Linked DNA regions of Mus musculus: all the other regions are linked to region 1. Evidence: chromatin contacts called from public Hi-C and HiChIP or PLAC-seq data. All regions are on one chromosome and are shown on one strand. Each heading gives the region's core, a stretch centred on a gene start, on an enhancer-like site or on the middle of the called end of the contact. The rest is flanking DNA. Distances are from core to core; before and after follow the strand shown.

Region 1 (3,395 bases), core at 681-3,180:
CAATCCTATAGCGTTAAGAAATCACATCAGAAGTCACAGTACAAGACAGATAAATCTACTTTTAATTTTCACATGTAAAAGTTACACATCACATGGAATTGGACAGTAGCTTAGTGGTGACTGACATCGCTATAGTGAAAATCATTTTTTTATAGAAAAATAATCTAGATGTGGTCATCAGAATTTTTGGTCTACTTAAGTTAATATTTGAAGATCGACTTTTATCCCTGCTTGAAGGATTTTCCAGTATGTTTTTTTTTTCTTTTTTTTTTCTCCTACTGATGCCTATTAATATTCTTTGGAGGGAAGAGGGCAGAAAATGTCCGTTTCCAAGAGTTTGTCCTTTGGTAGCAAGCAGAGAACATTTTTCATTTCTATGATTTAAATAATCTGTACAGATATGAAACTTCATGACATTATGCTTTAGTGTAAAATGAAGGGCGAGCATTTTCACTTTGAAAAGACAGCAGTTCTGTAGACTTCTTAAAGGTCCAAGCATTTCTCCATCCTATATGCGAATTCACTCAGAATCTATTTTTGACCTCAGTTCAAAAAGAATAATAATAATAAAAACCCCACACACTTAATTCTTTATATATTACACTATAAAACCCTGTACTTAAAACCCGAGAAGGTAGGTTTTTACCATGTACACGTCAAATACAAAGGTTTCCATCTAGGTTAAAGAAAGCACATTTGAAAGGACTCGTAACTGGTTTATTTTGTGATTGAACACCTCATGCAATCATGCAAGACCAGTACCAGAGAGCTGTTACCTCTGAGCCTCAGAAACTGGATACTGGGCAAAACAAAACAAAAAAACCAAATCAACAGCCTGGCCAAACAGAAAACATCCAGATAGCAAAAGCTCTGCAAGGGAGCTGAAAAATAATTTTCCAAAAGAAATATTCCCATCGATTTTAAAAAAACAGACACATAATATTTACAAAAAATATTTAATTAAAAATATCTTATAATTACAGTAGTCTATTAAAGCGCATATACTTTCTCACACTTATAGAACATCTCTATATATACAGGGTATGAAATGTCACTCACTTATCTATACAATATGTAACATTCTTGCAGAGAAAAAGTTCCCCGCCCTGTTATAATCATCTATTTTAAACAATAGATGTAAAACAACATATCTACAGTGCTCTGGTATATTAGTAAAGCTTCAAAAACAAAAACAGTTCCCTTGTCACAATGTAGCCTCTAAGGTTGGATTCACGATTGCTCTTCTACTTAGCAGTCTGGTCGACAACACTTAAGCTTCGAAGTTTAACTGCACCTTCAAAAGGGTGATAAAAATAACCACAGAAACGTACAATTCACAGCGGTCATAAAAGAAGAAACGAAAGAGAATACGTACGGTGAATGCTCGTGAACGTGCAAAAAAAGTAAAAGTGAATTTAAGTTTTATTTTTCCCCTTCTCTCTCTCTCTCTCTCTCTCTCTTGGAATGACAAGACGAGACGACGTTTCTAGATTTGCTGAAGATTTCCCCCCCTTTCCTCCGGTGGCTTGTTTCTCTTAATTTCTGCTCTGGCCCTCCCTTCCTAGGGCTCCTGGCTCGCTGGTGCTCAGGCGGCCGCACACCTGTGGAAGAGGAATGAATAGAGGGGGTGTGTGAACCTTCTCGCTGCAGACTAACTGGCGCCACCGACCAAACTCAAGACATGCATGATCAACAACCCAAAACAAACCGCCGGGTCAGGCAACACCCGCAGCCCGAAGCTCAGCCAAGTGCCCAGGAGGCAAATGCGGGCTGGGGAAGGCCAATGGACAACGTTCGGGGCGCTCTGCCCACATCCCTCTTTGTGGATGTCAGGCCGCTCAGCTGGGCATGAAGGGGAGGGAGGAGGATTGGGAGATCTTGGGACACTGGGATAGTTTCTACGGTCACGAGGGTGTCCTCTCAGAGGTAGAGGAGACCAGCAGAGCCTGTCGGTCACAGGCAGAGGAACGAGGGCGGCGGGGACCACAGCTGATGAGGCTCCGCAGAGAGTGATCCCCCCCCCCCGAGTTGGAAAGCTAAGTGGACTGTCTCGCTAACTGGGTGGCAGAGAGGTATGGGTGTCCCCGGGGCTTTTACGCTTCGAAATGCTAGGGGACAAAGATCGCAGCAGTGCCTGGCACCGGCAGCCCCTGGGGAGGTGCGAGCATGGTAGCCCACTAACCATTCGGGGACCTGAGCGCTCACCTGGCCATCCATCGCAGCTCAGCGGCAGAGAATGCTGTCACCCTGCTTGTTCACGGCGCCGGCCTGGAACAGCAACCCAACACCAAGGGGAAAAACGGTTAGAGTGCGCATATCACAGTGTCGCCACCACCCAGGAGACGTCCTGGAAAACTAGGCAGGCGAGCAGAGTCCCCACCCGAGCCCGAAGCTGGGGAAGCCTCCTGTGATGCAAGGGACACTCCGGAGACGCAGGGCTCCAAGTCCCAACCGCCCTCGGCTCAGGGACCAGTGGATCACCAAGCCCAGCAGGCGGCTCTCGGTGGAGACGGGAGAAGCGGCTGTCATTCCCTGAGAGGAGCAAGACCACCCGTATCTCGCCGCCCCGCCACCTTTCCCGCGATGCCCAGGGTGCCCCGCCAAGGCTTCTCACCGGGTCAGTGTTGAGCGCGGTGAGTGGGGTCCGCGGCGGCGCGACCGGACAAGCCCCGGCCGGGTGGAGAGGTGGCGCGGGCGGTGGCGGCTGTCTCAGCAAAGCAGGGTGAGTCTCCAGCGCCAGCTGCAGGTCCAGGATGTAGTCGATAACGTGCTGCAGGATCTCCACTTTGCTGACTTTCTTGTTGGGCGGGATGGTAGGCACGAGCCTCCGCAGGCGACTGTAGCAGTCGTTCATATCGCACTGCAGGCACAGCGCCGGCTCATCGGCCGCCGCCTCGGCCGCCTTGCAGCGCGCGGCCGCCGCAGCGGCGGCGGCGGCTGCCGAGCCACCCAGGCTGTGGCCGTGCTCCGCCAGGCAGCGTAGCGCCAGCTCCCCGCCGCCGCAGCCCGACGGCGCCTTGCGGCCCGAGGGGCGCACCGGGCTCACCGCCTTCATCGCGCGCTTCCTGCGCGAGAGGACCGCGACAAGCGGTAGAGCGAGCTCCGGGTCCCCGCCCGCAATTTGCTTTGCTCCCCTCTCCTGCGCGTCCGGCGCTCGCAGCACCCGGCGGCTCCGAGCTCCAGAAATCGACCGGAGAGCTGCTCGGGGTTTTGGAAAGGGTATCTCAGGTTTTTGTTTTTTTGTTTTTTTTCTTTTTTTGTGAGCGACAATCGGCCCGAAGCAAAAGACAAGAAAAATCAAAAGCCCCGGAAAATAAAAAAAGTAGCCCACCCTGGTCCCTGAGCCGTTCCCTTCTGAGCTTCGACTAAGGTGGATCGCCCGGTGACTGCCCCCC
Region 2 (3,731 bases), core at 622-3,121, 190 kb after region 1:
AATCAAAAATTCATCTAAGGTCTAATTCTTCATATCAGTATCCAAATTGGCTTTATTTCTTTAGTAAATAGTAAAATTATACATATACTAAAGAATTATTTTAGTAAGCATATGTCCTTATGACTTATTATCAGTAAATACTTTATCTGTACACCCAGTTTTATAAATCTCTATTTGTGAGACTTCCATAACAGTTTCTTAAAGGTAAAGTGGTCATGAGTGGAAACAGTTGAAAAAGCCCTGGTCTACAGAGTGTGTAGAAGGTGTGGCTGTTGGCTGTAGCTCTGGAGTCAAAGAAACCAGGCTGCAAGCCTGCTCCATCAGCTCTTTCTGGGTCTGCAACCTGTGGGTGGACAAGTCTTGCCACCATGGGAAGTGGTCTCCATGTATTTCCCCATCCCTGAAATGAAGGTGCCCTGACAGAATATTCTTTAGAGCCATTGATGAACTTGAACGTTGCTGAGCTGTGGTTCCCTCTTGCTCCCCAGTCGCTGTTCTTTATCTTCAACTGACTGATGAAGCAGAATGTGTATCACTCTATACCAATCTTCTCTTGTACCCCAAGAGTCTAAATATATATTCTTGCCCTTAGTATACTGTAGGTTAGAAATACTGCTATTGTGTCACTAAAAGAATACTCTTTTCTTCTTTTCCTTCCTTCCTGTTTTTCCCTACTTAATGTGTGCGAGGGTACATTTGTGCATGTGTATGCTTTCTTAGTCTGGTCTCAGACATGCTAATCATTTGAAGGTGACCTTGACTGTGAGAACTTCCCAAGTGGTGGGGCTACAGGTATGGGCCACTAATGCCTGATTCCTTTTTCAAAACCGTAGTTTGACAGACTCCCTTCCCTTCCCATTGCCCCCACCTCTCTCCTTCCCTCCATCCAGAACTCACGGGACCCAGAGACATAAAAATAAAACAAATACTGTTTAAAAATGTTGTTTTATTCTGCAGAGATAAAGAAAGCTTAACTTAATGGATGGTAACAGTGATAAACACATTCCTGGAATCTGTTACGGATAAATCTCCTTCCTTCTTGCAGAGAGCAGAGGCAGACAGTGAGCGTGGCAAAGTAAAAGTTGCATGCGCTCTGCCAGTCTCTGTAGACACCAGGCAGCATCTTCTCCGCTGTGGAGGAAACTTGGCTTCAGTTCCTTTTCTGGGTTTTGACTATGTAAACTCATTCCCTGGAGTTCTCTTGGAGTCATGAGTCTGATTGTAGATCAAAAGGTGTTGCTGAAGAGGGGCGTGTACTTGGTGTCCCTGGAGGGGGGAGTTGTACTTGGTGTCTCTGGAGGGGGGATGTCCTTGTTGTCTCTGGAGGGGGGATGTCCTTGGTGGTTTTTCTGTTTGTCTTCTCATTAAGCTTTGTTTTCCTCTTTATTTTTTATTTTTTTTTTATTTTTTGTGATTTTGAGGTTGAAGCACATTAGCTGTAAGACATCTTTGAGTGCCAATCATTATTAACAAGATAAAGATAATGGTCATTAACTATTATACTATATTTACTATATAGTATACACTGTAATACTAATTATTATAGTATATTATAGTAGACTATACTCTCCTTTCTGTGGAAAGGAAAAGGGGAATGGGGAAGAGAGGGAGAGGATGGGGAGAAGAAGAAGGAAAGAAAAACTAGAGGGGAGATAGGGAGGGAAGGAAGAGGAAGAGGGGAGAGGGAGAAGGAGGGGAGGGGAAGAGAGAGAGAAAGAGAGACAGAGAAAGAGAGACAGAGACAGAGAGACTGGGAGGGGAGGGGGATAGGGATAGGGAGGGGAAGAGAGAGAGAGAGAGAGACAGAGATGACAGGGAGAGGAGAGGGGGAGGGGAGGGGTGTTGCTGGAGAGTGAGTCATCCAAGCTGCTTTTCAGCTAAGTCAGCCAGTGTTCCTCTCTGTATGAATCCATCTCATCTGACTCATTCTTAGGCATCAGTGTTGAAGTTCAACCTTAGATCTTCTCATGCCTCCTTCATCTTTTCCTGGGCTTAAAAACTGTGGCTATTCCTCTCCAATGCAAGAACTTGGGAATGGATAGCATTCTTCAGTTTTATTTAGAGCTGGCGTCTCCTGGGGTTCTTTCTGGGTTCCCTGTTATGGCTTTTAGAGCATATCTCTGTGCATCCCTGTTTGAGTGCATGCCACCTCTGGGTATATCTAGTGTACTGGAACTTTCCACCTAGACTGTGTCAGTAGAGGAGCACACAGCCTTTGAGTTCTTTCCTGGTATCCCTGAGGTATCCTCCGCTCTACTGTCGGTGATGTGTTGGTTTGAATATGCTTGGCTGAGGGAGTGGCACTATTAGTAGGTGTGGTCTTGTTGGAATAGGTGTGCCACTGTGGGAGTGGGCTTTAGACCCTCATCCTACTTGCCTGGAAACCAATCTTGTACTACCAGCCTTCAAATCAAGATGTAGAACTCTCGGTTCCCCTTGTACCACACCTGCCTGGATACTACCATGCTTCCTGCTATGATGATGATGGACTAAACCTCTAAAATTGTAAGCCAGCCCCAATTAAATGTTTGCCTTTAGGAGAATTTCTTTGGCCATGGTGTCTCATCACAGCAATAAAACCCAAACTAAGACATGTGGTTTTGCCCATCTCCAGATTGAACAATATAACAGAATAATAGAAAAAGGCAGATTGGCTAACATCAAGTTACTTACATTTTATTTTAAAATTAGTTTACAAATCAATAGTCCCAAGCCTATTGTGTCTCATTCATTTGGATCAGCAAGAGCCATCTTGGACCATTTAACTTTCCAGGAACTAAGAAGTTTCCAGTCTTGAAATGTAGCTGGCCACTCATCCTGTGATTTCACACAGGAAGCTGCAAGAAAATACATTTGAGCTTACATACACTATTTGCATTGAGTGTCTTACGTGTGTTAAAGATCGCAGCTCAGCAAGGTTACTGAAAGAGCCAGTTGCCTTTTATTTGTGGGTTTTAGAATTTAGAAAAGAAATTGGAATTTTATTCCACGTAATGGTGTTTGGCTTTTATAGTATGGGAACAAAGGGACAGAACAATAGAAAGAGACAGATTGGCTAACATGAAGTTACTTACATTTTATTTTATAAAAATGAGTTTATAAATCAATAGCTTTCTCTGTTGCATTTTCAAACACATTACGTTCCAATTGATTTCTCATTGGCACGTCCTTTCTCTTCCATTTTCATTTCTCCTATGGTCTGCTTCCCTCTCTCTAAGCTCTCCTTAAAGCCTTCTATTTTCTGTTCATATGGGCCCCTTTCTATTTTCCTGGCCTTTCCCCATCTTTCGTCTTCTTGGATACCTGTGTTTAACAGCTGGAGGCCAGGATCTGTGTGTCATAAAGTAGGTGTGGCGTCTGCTTTCCTGAACCCATGTTACTTTCCTTGGTGTTTCCAATTCCATCCATTTTATTGGAAATTTTATTTCTCTTTACAGCAGAATAACAATCCATTGTGTAAGTAACCCTGTTCTTACTATCCATTTTTTTTTCTGCCAAAAGATACGTAGGGTGACTCCATTTCTTTGTTATAGTGAAAAGGGCAACACCCAACATGGCTGTGAGACTGTCTCTGCAGTGGGATGCAGAGTCTTCTGAGTGGACGCCCACAAGTAGAACAACTGGATGTTTTAATGTTTTTGATTGTTTCTTTCTTTCTTTTTAAAATAAACCTTCACTCTGCCCACCATAGCTACTGTACCAGCTCAGACTCCTGCCTACAGTGAATAGGA
Region 3 (3,400 bases), core at 759-3,258, 220 kb after region 1:
GGTAGAGAAGAAATGTTCGGACCTGCCTGTTTGAAATTTCCCAACTGCTCCTCACCCAGCTGGTCTACCTGAAAGTGGGTTTAGGAGCCAAGATCTGGTGCGAGAAGGTCACAGTGGTTATGACAACTTGCCAGTGAAATGCTCTGAGTCTATGCCTCTGGAAACAAAATCCCCTCTGTTATTCCCCCACCTCCATCCTTGCTGGTGTAACTGTGGACTGTTAAAAAAAAGCAAAACAAACAGACAAAAACAGCCAACCAACCCCCTGCCTCAGAGTCTGTTTTTTGTTTTGTTTTATTTCTCTCTGGTCTGTATTCTTCCTTAGGAAAACAAAAATCAAAAGCATGTTTTTCTCTACTTTAAACCAAAATTATTTGAACAACATTTATCAAAGGTAGTAGAGGAATCAACATCCTCATGGGTGTGTAGCAGAGTGTGAGACATGTCAGGTTTGGGTCCCTAAATCAGGCCAACTGGATCAGAAACTGTGTGGTGGGAGTCAGAGGTCTACGTGTAAATAAATTCTGCTGGGTTTCATGAACTGAGTTTGAGGCATGTGTGTGGACTATAGGAAATGAGCTTTTGTGTTTGAGCCCATTCAAGTGTATTTGGCTGGATGGTCTCAGAGAAGAGAGGTTAAAAGAAAAGCAGGGCCAATGGAAGGGAAAGCTTGTATTCTCCAGACTTGGTAATGATGGACTTTGCACTTGGAGAACAGAGCCCATTCCATAAGATGCTGTTGTGGACAGCAGACCTCATTACCTGGAGAAAATAGCTTTTCCAGGTTAGACTATAGCCCCAGCACCTCCCAAATCCACCCAGGTTACATCATTTGTTTCTTAAAGTCACTTCTCCGTAGTCAAACCTACTAAGCATTACTCTGTACATTTAGTCCACCCAGGTTCCTGTGTCTGGATGGGAGATTGGCTTTGAGATGTCAGCCATGTTATGGGAAGACAGAGGAGCAATTATGTTTCCTTTCCTTAAATGATATTTTATTTCATTCCACAAGAGGAAGGCTTTTATTTTTTTAAAAGTTGTGCTTTCAAGGAGTTACAGGAGCATGACGTCTGGGTGAGAGCTATGGCCCTAATGGGCTACGGGCCAACGTTCACCTTTGCTTCAAATGCATCATTGATGCCAAAATTATGAGTATGCATAGTTATGAGTGTGGAAGGAAGAGAGAAAAAAGAGGGAGAGGAGGGAGAGGGGAGGAAAGGGCGGAGAGACAAAGAGGAAGGATACACATCAAGATTCGCACAACATCAATTTTCTTATCAGCCTAGAACACCAAAGTATTCTGCAGAAAGGACTTCCTGCACAGCCATTTATCTTCCACGTGATGGCTGGCCAAATCCCTGAGTCCAGGATGCATGGCTTCACTTGGGCCTATGCCCTCTTCGGAGGAGGCTCACCTGTGTACTTTGAGATCACGGTGGTTTGGAGATCTCCTTGGCTCCATGCATAGAGACCAGTCCTTTTCCCGTATTGATCTTTTGGGCTGTGATTTCTGAGTCACTCAGACTCATACTTGACTGTACTAGACTGTGAATGGCTGTATCATTATGTGATTCTTATCTCCTAACATCAAGATTCCTTCTGTTTCATATCATCTCCCTACTTATGCCAAAAGTCAGCCTATTGCATTTTTACCCCTTACAGAATCTTGCATTTGTGATTGTGAGCGGTTGCAGAGAGGGAAACCAGTTTCAAGTGGGTGGCCAAAGTGACCAGATCTATAGAGAGCCACCATAAAGCTCCAGACTGCGTGGATGCCCATGTATGCTGCTGAGTGCCAAGGTGACAGAGGTCTTTAAAAAAAAAAGGATGAGATGAGATTCAGCAGAGCATTTTAATGCAGCTTACCTCACTCATCCTCAATTACTAGGGCTATGTTCACTACTGCTTTTAAAAATGTGCATGCAAATGCGTCATTAGTCCATAATTAATGCGGCTCGTCCCTGGGAGCTCTGCAGCAGTCTCTGGGTGACATGAAGGACGCTGTCTGTGTAGGCTGTCCTACACTCTCATTCGTCCTAATCACTGGGCCTTATGTAGACTCCTGTTCTCTGCCACACTTCACGCTCTCTTTTGAAGGAACAGGCAATGAGGTGAGATCAAAAGGCATCCTGGCTCTCCCAAACAGGTCAGGACAACTGTTCAGAGACCATCTCCTATTTGTCTTTGAGCCCATGAGATGTCTAACAAAGTGCCTTCCCGTGTAGAATTGCATCAGAGCTTTAGTCCGTTTGGGGGAGAAAAGTGTCCAACCACAAACAAAGGCTCAAAGTTGTTAGCATATGATTTTGCATGTGATTTGCATGTTAATGGTCCAATGTCAAAACATACAGTCATCTACCTGTCCCCTTTCCTTCCCCTCCATTGTCAAGATGAGCTGATTGGTCTTATTAAAATTAACTCTTCAGCCTCTCCCAGCCTCCACTGCAACAAGATGAAAAGCTGCTAACAATGGCAAGAGATGTGCATTGTTCCCCGTCTGTGGAGCACCTCTCGTGTTGGAGAAGCTAATGGGAAAGAGTCAGTTGTGTGGAACTGCCAGTTTATAAGATGATAGATTGCTAGTTGTTAATCTTGCTCTCCAAGCCCAGCGAATATTGCCAGTGTTGAATTCTTGAAAAGTAAAAAAAAAAAAAAAAAATTGAATAGTAGGTCAAGTGTCGATTCCAAATGGATTCATTTTAAAATTAAAAAGAAAAAAAAAAAGTCTGTGTTCACACACAAGAGCCACTCATGTTTCTATAGGATTAAGTATTTCAGGTGCCTAAGAATAAAAGAGAAGCTAAATGAAGCACATATCAAGTAGAGCCCTTTAATGAGGGACATATTTGTCCTAGGATGGTATTCCTGATGTCATTTTGATGGCTGGAATGAAGATTTGTTAGAGGAAGACGTTTTCCCCAAATTAATAGCAGAAGCAGGATGCATCTGGAAATACTTGCTAATAAGGGTGAAATACTTGATTTCTGAGTCCAATTAATTCAGAAGTGACTCTAGGTCTCCAGCCCTATTAAATCTCTCTCTCTCTCCCTCTCCCTCTCCCTCTCCCTCTCCCTCTCCCTCTCCCTCTCCCTCTCCCTCTCCCTCTCCCTCTCCCTCTCCCTCTCCCTCTCCCTCTCCCTCTTCCTCTCCCTGTCCCTCCCCCCCTCTCTCTCTCTTTCTCTCTCTCTCTCTCTCTCTCACACACACACACACTCCCTTCCTTAGTGATCTGAAGAATTGTGCCAGAGATAATGGTAAGCTCTGTGTGCTGTCACTCAGAGCTTTAAAGTCCTTGCTAACTGTAGGCATTATGCATATGCAGGGATTCAAAGGGACATAGTGGAAACCTTGTCCTCAACCCAGTTACGATTTAGCTGGGGACATAAGTCAGCATCACATG
Region 4 (3,776 bases), core at 795-3,294, 160 kb before region 1:
CTATAGAATAGAAGTCAGTTACTAATACTCACAAATGACCAGCTGAAGTAATTAACAAAATCTAAAACTTGGAAAGTAGGAGGAATGATTGGGAATTCAGAGTCAACACTGTCTACATAGTGAGTCTGGGGACAGTCTGAGCATAAGAACCTATCTTAAAAAATCAAGAAACAAAAACCACTCTTATGAAATAATTAGAAAATCCATTTTGGAGTCATGGTTTGCTAATTATGTTAATTCAGTTAAGAATCTGTCTTGAGCTGGCAAGGTGGGTCAGTGGGAAAAGGAGCTTGAGTCTAAGCACGGCAACCTGGGATACACACAGTAGAAGAAGACAGCCAACTCCCTGATGTTGTCCTCTGATTTCCACACATGCACTGCTGTGGCATGTGTCCACCTCCCCCAAACATAAATAAATGAACATAAAATTTGTTTCCCAAGGTTTGCAATATGAGGCATAAAATGTTTTCTGGAAGACCCACATAAGGGACACATCTAGTCATTGGGTGAACTGGCTGGTTTTGTGTGTCAACTTGACACAGGCTGGAGTTATCACAGAGAAAGGAGCCTCCCTTGAGGAAATGCCTCCATGAGATCCAGCTGTAAGGCATTTTCTCAATTAGTGATCAAGGGTGGGAGGGCCCATTGTGGGTGGTGCCATCCCTGGGTTGGTAGTTTTGGGTTCTATAAGAAAACAAGCTGAGCAAGGCAGGGGAAGCAAGCCAGTAAGTAACATCCCTCCATGGCCTCTGCATCAGCTCCTGCTTCCTGACCTGCTTGAATTCCAGTCCTGACTTCCTTTGGTGATGAACAGCAGTGTGGGAAGTGTAAGCTGAATAAACCCTTTCCTCTCCAACTTGCTTCTTGGTCATGGTGTTTTGTGCAGGAATAGAACCCCTGACTAAGACATCAGGTGAGCCCATTTTGTGTTGTGCTAAAATGCCTGACAAGAGGTGCTCTTTTGGCTCTTGGCTCTAAAGACTCAGGAATCTACCTGGCTCTTGTGAGGGCCCTGTGCTCAATAGTGTTATAATGACAGTAGCTTGTGCAAAAGCAATCATGTAACAAGAACCCAGAGATAGGGGAGCAAGCTTGCTCTTGTTTACAACAACCTGTGTTCTCTTAAAATACTGATTTAGTCTCACCAAAGCTAGACCTTCTGAGGGAGATTATCAACTCCATCAGGAGGGAGGGCCCTCTATGACCCAATTACCTACCATTAGACGCCATATTTTAAAGTTAAAGCAAATCCAGGTGTACAGTACATGTCTATTTTTATAAAGAAAAGAAACAGTTTTGTGTATAGATAGCAAAATTTGTATATGTATGTACACGGTGGGTAAAGATGGCTTTAATACTGAAAACAAAGAGGGAGAGATGCTAGAGAGAAGAGAGGGGCTACAGGAGATATTGTCAGTGAGAAAACATTTAGTCATAAGGCAAATGAGCAAATAAGTAAACAGTTGGTGCTAACAAATACCTTAGCTTTGCATCCCTGAGCATCCGGGTTGTGTAAACTGCTTATGTACAGCTATAAGCAACACATCCACTTCAGAAAGGATGCTCATGGGAAGATGGTACCTGGGGTCAGTCTTATGTACAAACACGAGTAGTAGATGATGCTGTATGAAGATCCCATGTTGCCTCTACCCTCCTGGTTGCTCTATACTGCTTCTCTTGCTACCTCAGTGTAGCACTGCACACAACACAGGTGGAAGCTTAATAAGGGGGACACTATTGTGGCTGGGGACAGGGAAGCAAAGCCAAGAGGACTGAATGCAAATAAGGGGGCACCCCATGAGGCCTCATCCTTCTAGGCCTGGAGCTCAGCTAACAAAACAGAGCCTGCTGGGCTTTCTGCCTGGCAGCTCCAGAGAAGAGCAGAGGAGAGGCCATTCCTGGGTATCCTCTCAATAGGTGTATTGATTCTTTGGACAAAAAGTGAATTTGGAGCTGGCTGAAGCTGCGTCCAGTGGCCTGCACAGAATGAAAGGCGCTGACAGGGCAGCATTGCGTCCATCGATGCTTTTAGCACAGGATGCAACAGCTTTAGATTGGTTTCCAGGATGGAGAACCCTCGAGTTCTGGCATGCCTTGTCTGTGTGTTGTGGTATTCAGTCCCTGGCTGGAGATGGAGATCAGACAAAAAAACAGCTCCCGGGAGAAGGGAAACCATTTCTGTGAAGACAGCAGGATGGCCTGGGAATAGCAGAGCCCGGGGTGAGGTTGTCTGAGCCCAGTCTCTGTCTTCCCAAAGCATTGCCTCCACCACCCTCTCTCCTCCCTCCCCTCCCCTCCCCTCCCCTCCCCTCCCCTCCCCTCTCCTCCCCTTCCCTCCCCTCCCCTCCTCTCCCCCTGCTTTGCAAAGTCTGCTGAGCTTATTTGCTTGGATTCTTTCCATTGCCAATTTCAATTTTGCCATAAACTGAATATTGTCTGTAGAGAAGCAGAGAAGGAAAGGAGACACAGCACCAGGGAAAGCTTGACCCAGCAGGGGTGGTGCTCTTTTCAAGTTGTGCTGCATATCACAGAGATACCTGTGGCACCATTCATCATAGCAATCAACAGACATATGGCTGGAGAAAAGGGAGCGTTTATATCTGACATACACAGAAGTAAACACAGATATAAACACATCCTGCAGACATACACAGAAACACAGACACACACATACAGAACACACAGAGACACATCCATATGAAGACACACACAGACCTAAACACACACATATAGAAACACACAGAGACAAACACATACAGAAACACATAGACATACATACAGATACAAATATGGCAACACACAGACACACACACACACATAAACACAGACATAAACACACACGTATAGAAACGCACACAGACATACATTCAGAAACACATACACATATGGATACACACATACAGACACACACACATATACTCCCACATACCTCTTGCATGTTTACACATGGACTCTTCACACATACAGCCTTATAATCTCCACAGTGCTGTTCTTATCATTGTCTTAGGAAGAAATGAGTTCTTTGCTGAGGTGTCCAGCAATTTAGCACACTTTAGAAGACAAGTTGGAGCTTTTATTTGCTTGATCTGACTAGACTAGAGGTTCACTTTTGTAGCTATGTGAAATCTAGAAAAGTCTTCAATGGCCTTCCGTGGTTGAATTCTGAACTGCTCGTACCCATACGTTAACACTCATAGTCATCAGCACTGGGAAAATATTGATGTGCATAGATGGCATCGATGTAGGGTTCCTAGGCCAATTGACCACAAATTGGGTGGCTTAAGCAACAGCAGTGAATTCTTTCATGGTTATGAAGGTTGGAAATGAAAATTCAAGGTGCTGGCTTCATTGTTCTCTCCAGAATCTCCAAAGAATCTTTCATTAGCCTCTAAGTTTCAGGTATCCACTTTGCTGTGTCCCTGTGTCTCTCCTCTCCTCTCCTCTCCTCTCCTCTCCTCTCCTCTCCTCTCCTCTCCTCTCCTCTCCTCTCCCCTCCCCTCCCCTCCCCTCCCCTCCTCCTCTGTCTCCATCTCCATCATATCTTTTCTTTCTTTCTTTCTTTCTTTCTTTCTTTCTTTCTTTCTTTCTTTCTTTCTTTCTTTCTTTCTTCCTTTCTTCCTTTCTTCCTTTCTTCTTCCTTTCTTCCTTTCTTCCTTCCTTCCTTCCTTCCTTCCTTTCTTCCTTTCTTCCTTTTTTTTTTTTTTTTTTTGAGACAGGGTTTCTCTGTGTAGCCCTGGCTGTCCTGGAACTCACTCTGTAGACCAGGCTGGCCTCAA

Evidence for each region. A called contact is a pair of places that touch in the nucleus more often than the background predicts. HiChIP or PLAC-seq counts read pairs in DNA pulled down with a chosen protein or histone mark.
Region 2: a Hi-C map of olfactory sensory neurons shows a contact between it and region 1, with 2.4 times the contacts expected there. The contact joins the enhancer-like site here to the promoter of A330033J07Rik in region 1. A contact is called at or near these places in 4 of 39 promoter capture datasets (cranial neural crest, embryonic stem cells, maxillary cranial neural crest and 1 more), 3 of 484 Hi-C or Micro-C datasets (embryonic stem cells, nephron progenitors and olfactory sensory neurons), 13 of 115 datasets of contacts at active chromatin or transcription factors (the NIH/3T3 cell line, craniofacial prominence, embryonic basal ganglia and 6 more) and 1 of 9 other capture datasets (adipose tissue).
Region 3: a contact with region 1 is called in an H3K4me3 HiChIP or PLAC-seq map of embryonic basal ganglia, with 2.6 times the contacts expected there. The contact joins the enhancer-like site here to the promoter of A330033J07Rik in region 1. A contact is called at or near these places in 8 of 39 promoter capture datasets (the 3T3-L1 cell line, 3T3-L1-derived adipocytes, cranial neural crest and 5 more), 2 of 484 Hi-C or Micro-C datasets (embryonic fibroblasts and ganglionic eminence), 12 of 115 datasets of contacts at active chromatin or transcription factors (astrocytes, embryonic basal ganglia, embryonic forebrain and 7 more) and 2 of 9 other capture datasets (adipose tissue and embryonic stem cells).
Region 4: a contact with region 1 is called in an H3K4me3 HiChIP or PLAC-seq map of stem cell-derived neural progenitor cells, with 41 read pairs. The contact joins the enhancer-like site here to the promoter of A330033J07Rik in region 1. A contact is called at or near these places in 1 of 39 promoter capture datasets (epiblast stem cells) and 7 of 115 datasets of contacts at active chromatin or transcription factors (embryonic stem cells, forebrain, neural progenitor cells and 2 more).

Annotation. Positions count from the first base shown.
Region 1 is chr13:48,261,158-48,264,552 of GRCm38.p6, reverse strand. It overlaps A330033J07Rik (RIKEN cDNA A330033J07 gene), which reads left to right and starts at 1,930. Exons shown (of 3, transcript NR_102303.1): 1 at 1,930-2,633. Id4 (inhibitor of DNA binding 4) reads right to left here. Exons shown (of 3, transcript NM_031166.3): 1 at 2,615-3,395; 2 at 2,206-2,268; 3 at 1-1,601. The coding sequence starts at 3,055. The coding sequence ends at 2,224.
Region 2 is chr13:48,072,966-48,076,696 of GRCm38.p6, reverse strand. The region is part of intron 1 of A330033J07Rik (RIKEN cDNA A330033J07 gene); the gene reads left to right. Among named protein-coding and RNA genes, the nearest start is that of Gm36346, 37 kb to the left of the region's middle. Within about 2 kb of position 1,871, at least 23 of the 459 cell types and tissues checked have an H3K27ac peak or open chromatin away from gene starts, as enhancers often do. A contact at or near this core is called in olfactory sensory neurons, where this site is marked.
Region 3 is chr13:48,041,374-48,044,773 of GRCm38.p6, reverse strand. It overlaps Gm36101 (a long non-coding RNA gene), which reads right to left. Exons shown (of 7, transcript XR_873365.1): 7 at 979-2,631. It overlaps A330033J07Rik (RIKEN cDNA A330033J07 gene), which reads left to right. Exons shown (of 3, transcript NR_102303.1): 3 at 1-543. Among named protein-coding and RNA genes, the nearest start is that of Gm36101, 15 kb to the right of the region's middle. Within about 2 kb of position 2,008, at least 6 of the 459 cell types and tissues checked have an H3K27ac peak or open chromatin away from gene starts, as enhancers often do. A contact at or near this core is called in embryonic basal ganglia and embryonic forebrain, where this site is marked.
Region 4 is chr13:48,421,054-48,424,829 of GRCm38.p6, reverse strand. No RefSeq gene overlaps it. Among named protein-coding and RNA genes, the nearest start is that of Gm40940, 24 kb to the left of the region's middle. Within about 2 kb of position 2,044, at least 19 of the 459 cell types and tissues checked have an H3K27ac peak or open chromatin away from gene starts, as enhancers often do. A contact at or near this core is called in neural progenitor cells, neural stem cells and stem cell-derived neural progenitor cells, where this site is marked.